Linked DNA regions of Mus musculus: region 2 is linked to region 1. Evidence: chromatin contacts called from public Micro-C data. All regions are on one chromosome and are shown on one strand. Each heading gives the region's core, a stretch centred on a gene start, on an enhancer-like site or on the middle of the called end of the contact. The rest is flanking DNA. Distances are from core to core; before and after follow the strand shown.

What was found. Hi-C and Micro-C count contacts between places; a contact is called where the count stands out from the background.
Region 2: a Micro-C map of the HL-1 cell line shows a contact between it and region 1, with 11 times the contacts expected there. The contact joins two enhancer-like sites. A contact is called at or near these places in 4 of 39 promoter capture datasets (embryonic stem cells, hippocampal neurons and liver), 12 of 15 datasets of contacts at CTCF or cohesin (CD8 T cells, the NIH/3T3 cell line, embryonic stem cells and 5 more), 338 of 484 Hi-C or Micro-C datasets (2-cell-like embryonic stem cells, 3T3-L1-derived adipocytes, the 4T1 cell line and 164 more), 49 of 115 datasets of contacts at active chromatin or transcription factors (the NIH/3T3 cell line, PVALB interneurons, Th17 cells and 32 more) and 6 of 9 other capture datasets (adipose tissue, embryonic stem cells, embryonic tail and 3 more).

What each region holds. Positions count from the first base shown.
Region 1 is chr3:79,676,973-79,680,370 of GRCm38.p6, reverse strand. It overlaps Rxfp1 (relaxin/insulin-like family peptide receptor 1), which reads left to right. Exons shown (of 18, transcript NM_212452.2): 5 at 1,624-1,695. Among named protein-coding and RNA genes, the nearest start is that of 4930579G24Rik, 50 kb to the right of the region's middle. Within about 2 kb of position 1,615, at least 9 of the 459 cell types and tissues checked have an H3K27ac peak or open chromatin away from gene starts, as enhancers often do. A contact at or near this core is called in the BV-2 cell line, the HL-1 cell line and Th17 cells, where this site is marked.
Region 2 is chr3:79,807,956-79,811,353 of GRCm38.p6, reverse strand. No RefSeq gene overlaps it. Among named protein-coding and RNA genes, the nearest start is that of Gm26420, 25 kb to the left of the region's middle. Within about 2 kb of position 1,758, at least 50 of the 459 cell types and tissues checked have an H3K27ac peak or open chromatin away from gene starts, as enhancers often do. A contact at or near this core is called in the BV-2 cell line, the HL-1 cell line and Th17 cells, where this site is marked.

The DNA of each region.
Region 1 (3,398 bases), core at 366-2,865:
TACACACACACACACACACACACACACACACACACACACACACGTACACTGCAAGTCTGACTCTATACATAGCGATAAATACAGTTATACAGCATTGTCTTTTACTTTTGACTAAACCACTTGATTCCAGCTGTCCATATAGACTCTTCTTGCAGATCCCTGGCTCTACTTCACACCTTGTTCCAGTCTGTTTGTTCTGTCCCAGAGGGGGTGAAAAGCTCTAGGCTTTAGTGTAAATGCATTACAAGACTAAATATCACACGTTTCCCTAGTAAGTTCGTTCTTCCAGATTTGAAGCTGCAACTCTTCTAGGGAAATGTCAGAAATGGCCTAAGTCACATGTAAGTAAAATATCAAAGAAGCTAATCACCCAATGAGTGTTTATTGAAGTCAAGGCTTTTTGAAAATGTTTCACATAAATTCTAAAGAGTGAGGTGAGCAAACACAGATAGCTATAAATATTTAAACCTTGTCCCAGCTCAATAAATGTTAACTTTGTTTGAGAGTTGACTTTTAGATCCCTGAACATAGCCAGTAAAAAGGAGAGCCCTGGCTTGTGCTTCCTCCGTACAACATGCGCACACTGTATACAATGCTTGGTGAAGAACCAAACAGGGCGTCTAAATTCAAGATATAAAGATATTTGACATGATGAAAGTATGCGGGGTTTTCCTGGTCAATGAAAGTAATATCCATCCCTCTTCGCTTGTATCATTTAGAAAGAATTTGTTTAGAATCCCTAGGCATGTGCTAATAAGGATCCAGCTTTACAAGAGAGGTTTCTCGAAAGTTCCTAAATGAACCTCCCTTCCTGCATTCAAACCATTCCACTCAAGAGTGCTTGGGGGTTCTCATAGAATCTCACTTGTACCCCTTTTTAGGGATATTAAGTGCGCTTCCTCACAGTCTTTGAAGTCCTAATCTCGCATGAAAAGGGGAAAATGTATCAGCTCCATACTCTCCTAGATACCCCCCAAAATTCCCAACACACTGAAATAATCACTTTGAAACAAACATGTAAACGAACAAACGCAATAGACAACAAATTGCCTCCTTAGCCCTAGGGAATAGGGATAAGATTCTCTGAGAGAATCCTCTAATTTATAGATAAATTAGATATCAGTCATCCACAGAGAGGGCAGAGATGCTCTTTACAAAAGAACATGGTGGGAGTTTAACAGGCGTTTATTGAGAGAATGGATAAATGAAGGAAGGAAGGAACAGAAGGGTGGATAAATAAACACTCTTTTAAGAGCACACCAAACTTTCACCTGGGTCATTAAACCAAATTCAAATAGTTAACAATTTCTCTTTCCACAATATAAACACAGAAAGTCTCTAAGGCTGCCTTTGGTTCGGAAGCTAAGTCAGAACGCTGGTAGGAAGTCTCAGTAAGCTAGGAGTAAGAAGAGAGATGGTTTAGTGGTGGCTCAGACTCCCAGACTGACTTGGAGAAAGTGTGACTAGTCAGGCTTTCTGAGTCATTCATTCAAAACACATCATTAAACCAGGCTATAGTGCATCCGGTTCAGAATCCAGCCCAGGATCGTCACTGTCATAATGAGAAGTAAGATATGAAAGTGAAGAGCCACTCAGCAAGACTGAACTGTGTGTGTGTTTCAGGTCCCTGCAGAGGAACTTCATAAGAACACTCCCTCCCAACGGCTTCAGGAAGTACCATGAGCTGCAGAAGCTGTAAGGAAAACTTTAACTCTGGGCTTACTGTCAACCTTCAGTCTTGTGTACCTGTTTACTTCTGTAACAGCATCATATTACATATTAAGTCTGACAATTCCCACCTCGAGAAAGTATTTATCCCTTAGCTGAAGACTTGCAAGTAAAACTTCTGAGTGTCTCTTAGGAGACATTCTAGAAAAACCTCCCTAAGTAAATGGGAGCATGCGTGCTGTGGGTCCTCCGCCATGCTTCACAGAACGGAAATATGTATTTCTGCTTTCCCCTCTCATGGGTCAGCTCAATGCTCATCTCAGAGAAAAGTGTGTCAAACTTAGGGCAACCATGATGGCTCAGTGTATATTAATCATATCAGTCTGTTAAGGCCTAGGTAAAATGTTAAGGCCTAGGTAACTGTTACCTTGCTACCCTGCCATTATAAGGAAACTTTCTCATACATTTCTGCTGTTGCTAGGAAACTTTCTAATGATAAATTGATTACATATTCTCTTATGTTTTGTGCCCTTAGAAACCAATCATGATAGAAGTCAATAAAACTGTATATATATATATATATATATATATATATATATATATATCCACCCAAACCAACCACCCAATAGCACTTGCTGAATATATGTATAAACTTTTATGGTATAGCCTTCCTTTGGGATGGACCCAAACATAAGACAGACACCTTCACCAATATAAGAAATTATTTCCATTTTGTGTAGTGGTCAAGTAGAGTTTAAGTTCCCAAGACCTCCCCAAGAACTGACATCCTACTTGGCAGAAAGAGACATGTACGTGGGTAACTGACATCCTGGTTGGCAAGTTAAGACGTGGATGTTAGATATGGCAAGTCCCCTGCCACAGCTGAATACCCCAACAGTGGGAACAGGATAAGGGTACAACAACAGACATGTTCCTAAGGAAATCCCCCTACCTATAAACCCAGATTGGCAGAATAACTCGGCACAGATATTTGTAGATCTCAGGCTTTAAAAGCCCTGTAGGATCTTAACTCGGGGTCACAGTTCAGTTCTCAAATCTAGACCATGACCCTGGTCAACCAGTCCTAGGGTGGATGCTCAATAAAGTATCCCTGTCTGACTGAGATTAGTATTCCTGTGGTTTGTGAGGTGATTCGTGAACCCCAACAGGTCAGGGTTCTCTAGAGTAACAGAATATGTGTGTGTGTGTGTGTGTGTGTGTGTGTGTGTGTGTGTGTGTGTGTGTGTGTATGATTTAGTAGAATAAAACTACCCAGCACAGGCACCAAACCTGATGATCTGAGAACAACCCCCGGAAGGAGAGAGATGACTCCCAAAGGTTGTCTTCTGACTTCTGTGTATACTGAATGGTGTGTATGTGTGTGTGTGTGTGTGTGTGTGTGTGTGTGTGTGTGTGTGTGTGTGTGCACATATAATAATAAATAAGTGCAAAAGAAAAAGGAAGAAGAAATAGGGACTGTAGAGGTGTGTAAATTAAGAATGAGTATTGCTCTTTCAGAAGACCAGAGTTCAGATCCCAACCCAAGTTGGCCACTCACAGCTGTCTGTTACTCCACCTTCAAGTGATCCAAGAGCTCTGGCCTCTAGGGAGACCCACTCATATGCACATATGAACACAACTCCCCCCCCCCCATAGTGTAACTAAAAATAAAATCAATCTTTTAGAAGAATTTTTAAAGATGTGGTGATCTTCAGCAAGATCCGGTATCA
Region 2 (3,398 bases), core at 509-3,008, 130 kb before region 1:
GACTTATCGAGATGGCTTTTGGGACCTCGAAGGAGATTGGCATGTTAATGTTGGGGGAGAGAAAAGCTGTTTGCATCAAGCAGTCATGAAAACATACTCAGGGTTTGTTATAGATGACACATTTTCAGCATCTTTTGACACATTTATAATTTTTAAAAGAACTGGAGCAGGAGAGACCAGGACTTCTCTTGAGTATAGACAATGAAGTTCAGTCTTTGGGTTGAAAATAAGCAAAGAGGAAAACAGCTCTGGGTGTCCTAGCAGCGTAAGTCCGTCGCGTGCAAGGTTACTGTGAACATTCTCAGAACTCTAAAGTGACCGAGGGGCGGGTGTGAACAGTCAGCCCACTTACACTCCTGCTACATCTCCAGCACATCTCATTTAAATCTAGCGCATGGGCAGTTACAGCTCTCTGTAAGAACCCTTGGACAAGGCAGAACACTGGGAAGATCTCCTTTTCCAGATGGGTGCTTGTTTTCCTGAGTCTGTTTCTGTGCTCCTTCCAACCTTCGAGTTCCACCCAGACCGTGCCTGCCATGCTTTCAAATACTGCAGACTCAGGAATGCATTTGAAATCCGCCTTTTCATCAGCACTGTATCTATCACAGATAAGGGAACTCCCCTATCGCCAGCACCACAGGCTTCGGTCTTCAAGCCCTTCTTAACCCTCCCTAAGTACATGAGCATCCTGATTTTACCAGACAGAATTTCTATGTACCTTGTAGTTTCCCCTCACTGATGTAAATAGTCATTAAGTCATTATGAAGTCAAAAGAGCTTACAATTTCTTGGCATCTGTTAACTCACACACGATGATACAGTGTATGAAAGCTGTTCTAATGGGAGATCTTTAAGTCCTCTCTAGTCATCACAGAGCAATAGTAGGCCAGCAAGTTGACTCAAGAGAGTAAATTAGATGCTTGCTGCCAAACCTGACAGCCTGAGTTGGACCCTGCGACTCGCACAGAAGAGGGATTGGACTAGAGAAAGCATACAACGATTCGTGCACTGTTAAGAATGGTACATACATTCATGTCCATAAATAATGGGAAAGATAAACAAATTGCAATATGCTTGCCAACTATGATGGAATAACAAAAACAAGAAATAAGCCACCAACACAGGCATGGAAGTGTTTTATCTTGAAAACTATTAGACAAGATGGGAGGAAAAAGAAAGAACCTCTCATGCTTATCAGACTGCGCATCGTTCTCTCATGTAAACTACAAGGAGTCAACTGGGGAGCTAAATTGATGGCTTAGCACTGGCTGATCCTCCAAAGGTCCTGAGTTAAACTCCCAGCACACACACAGATGCTAACAACGGTCTATAACTGTAGTCTCATGGGATTTGGTGCCTTTTTCTGGTGTACAGACATACATACAGGAAAAACACGCTCATATACATAAATAAGGCAAGGACTCGATAAATGGCTCAGGGGTTAAGAGCACTGACTGCTTTTCCAGAGGTCACAAGCTCAATTCGCAGCAACCACGTGGGGGCTCACAACCGTCTGTAATGGGATCTGATGCCCTCTTCTGGTGTGTCTGAAGATAGCGACAGTGGACTCACATGCATAAAATAAATCTTTTTTTAAATAAATAAATAAATAAATCTTTTTTTAAGTCAGATTTTCTACTTGATTCTCTTATTTGCTGCTCACTAAATTCCATGTGTGTTATTCTCCTGAGGATCAAATAGGCATCTGCTGACAAGATGTCCTAGCCCTCAAGAGGACAGCTTGGGTCTCAGCCTAATAGAATTATCCATGTCTTCCTTGGAGTCACTGCCAAAGATGAAAAAGCTTATAAAACTAGAGCTCCTCTAAGATGAGACTTTCAACTTTAATGACTGGAAAATTCAATCAAATGCTTAAAGTCAGTTATTCTCATAACATCAGGAACCTGATTGCACAACTTTAATCTTTGAGGACTAGTAATCATTCATATGGAAAAATGCAGTTTCACACTTGGCCACCAGAGGGGAGTGTGTGCCTGCTTGATAATTTGGGATCAGCTCAGAAACCGCACACATCCTCTGCCAGCCCCATCTCTCTCCTGAAACTATCCTCACCATCTCTCTCCTGCAACTATCCTCGTTCACATATATGACCCGTGGATGACTGTACCAAGAGCGTTCATGTGTGAAATCACTACTGTTTCATTTATGTCCCAGCTGTGCCTCTAACTCTCCATCTGTCTCTCAATGGTGTTTTTCATTGTCCTTTTATTGGTGTTTGGACTTCATCATGTAGTTTCCTATAAGGTGGAAACATCACAAATAAACTTGTGTTAGAAGTATGGAAGCGCAGAGTGTGTCCTTGTCGAATGCCACCAACAGCTGGGGCACAGCTACGCCACACCGTTCCCTGATCACATGGCAGTGACTCTCCACTGACTCATCAGGCTGCACAGCCTCGGTTCTCTCAGAGATGCACTAGTAATTCTTTAGCCTAATTAGACATTTCAGGTCACAGAGACCTGGAACTATTTGCCCTGTTATTTTTGAAGGCCTTTTTCCAATCAGAGCCTGAAATGTTTCCCCAGTGGGCTCATTAAGTCAAGCACTTGCTGTAACTACACGACCAGTGAATGTGGAATCTTACAGACTTAACTCTCCCTGGCAGACTGGTCTGAGAAGGTATGTCACCGTCCCTCTCTCCTGGGTATGGAATTATACTGGGCAAAGGTGATGTGCGGCCATGAGACTGTGTTTGTTTCGGTTCTGAAACACCTAGTGGAAAATCACAACACAAGACAGAAAGTTGGAGATGGCTGAAATCTCATCACAAGGCAAGATGCTTTGCAGAACTGCCTCCTTTACAGGCTTAGAGACATGCCCTGCCTTGCATTGGGGCACTTTATTCTTCCACACTCCCAAAGCTTAAAAGTAATATTCCCTGTGTAGCGAGCGTCTTGGCAATATATCTGTTCACCTCAACATAAGAGAGGGACATATTTCTTAACTCTGAGGTGAGGGAACATCAAATCAGTCTCACTGGATTCCAGCAGTTGTGTGTGCATCCTGTGGGGAGGTGGGAAACACAGGGAAGTTTCATATTGGATGCTTGCACGGCAGAGAGACTTTCTGTGAGCAGCAGACCACACACGCCTCCTGATTTCTTGTAAGTGTATCCGTTTTCAATGACTGATGCAACAATTGTAGATGTCCAATCACCTATGATTAACCTTAATATTGCATAGTGCTGTTTTGTTTTGTTTTGTTTTGTTTTGTTTTGTTTTGTTTTGTTGGGTTTTTTTTCCAGAGCAGATATTGTTCCAAGGCTACAGAGCCAATATAATTTTCTCAGCTTGTGTGCAGTCTTCCCTGGCTCCCTTCCTTAGCTCCCTAACTCTGTTCATCCAAGAACACACTTCGAGAAGCCCATCAAGGGGCCCC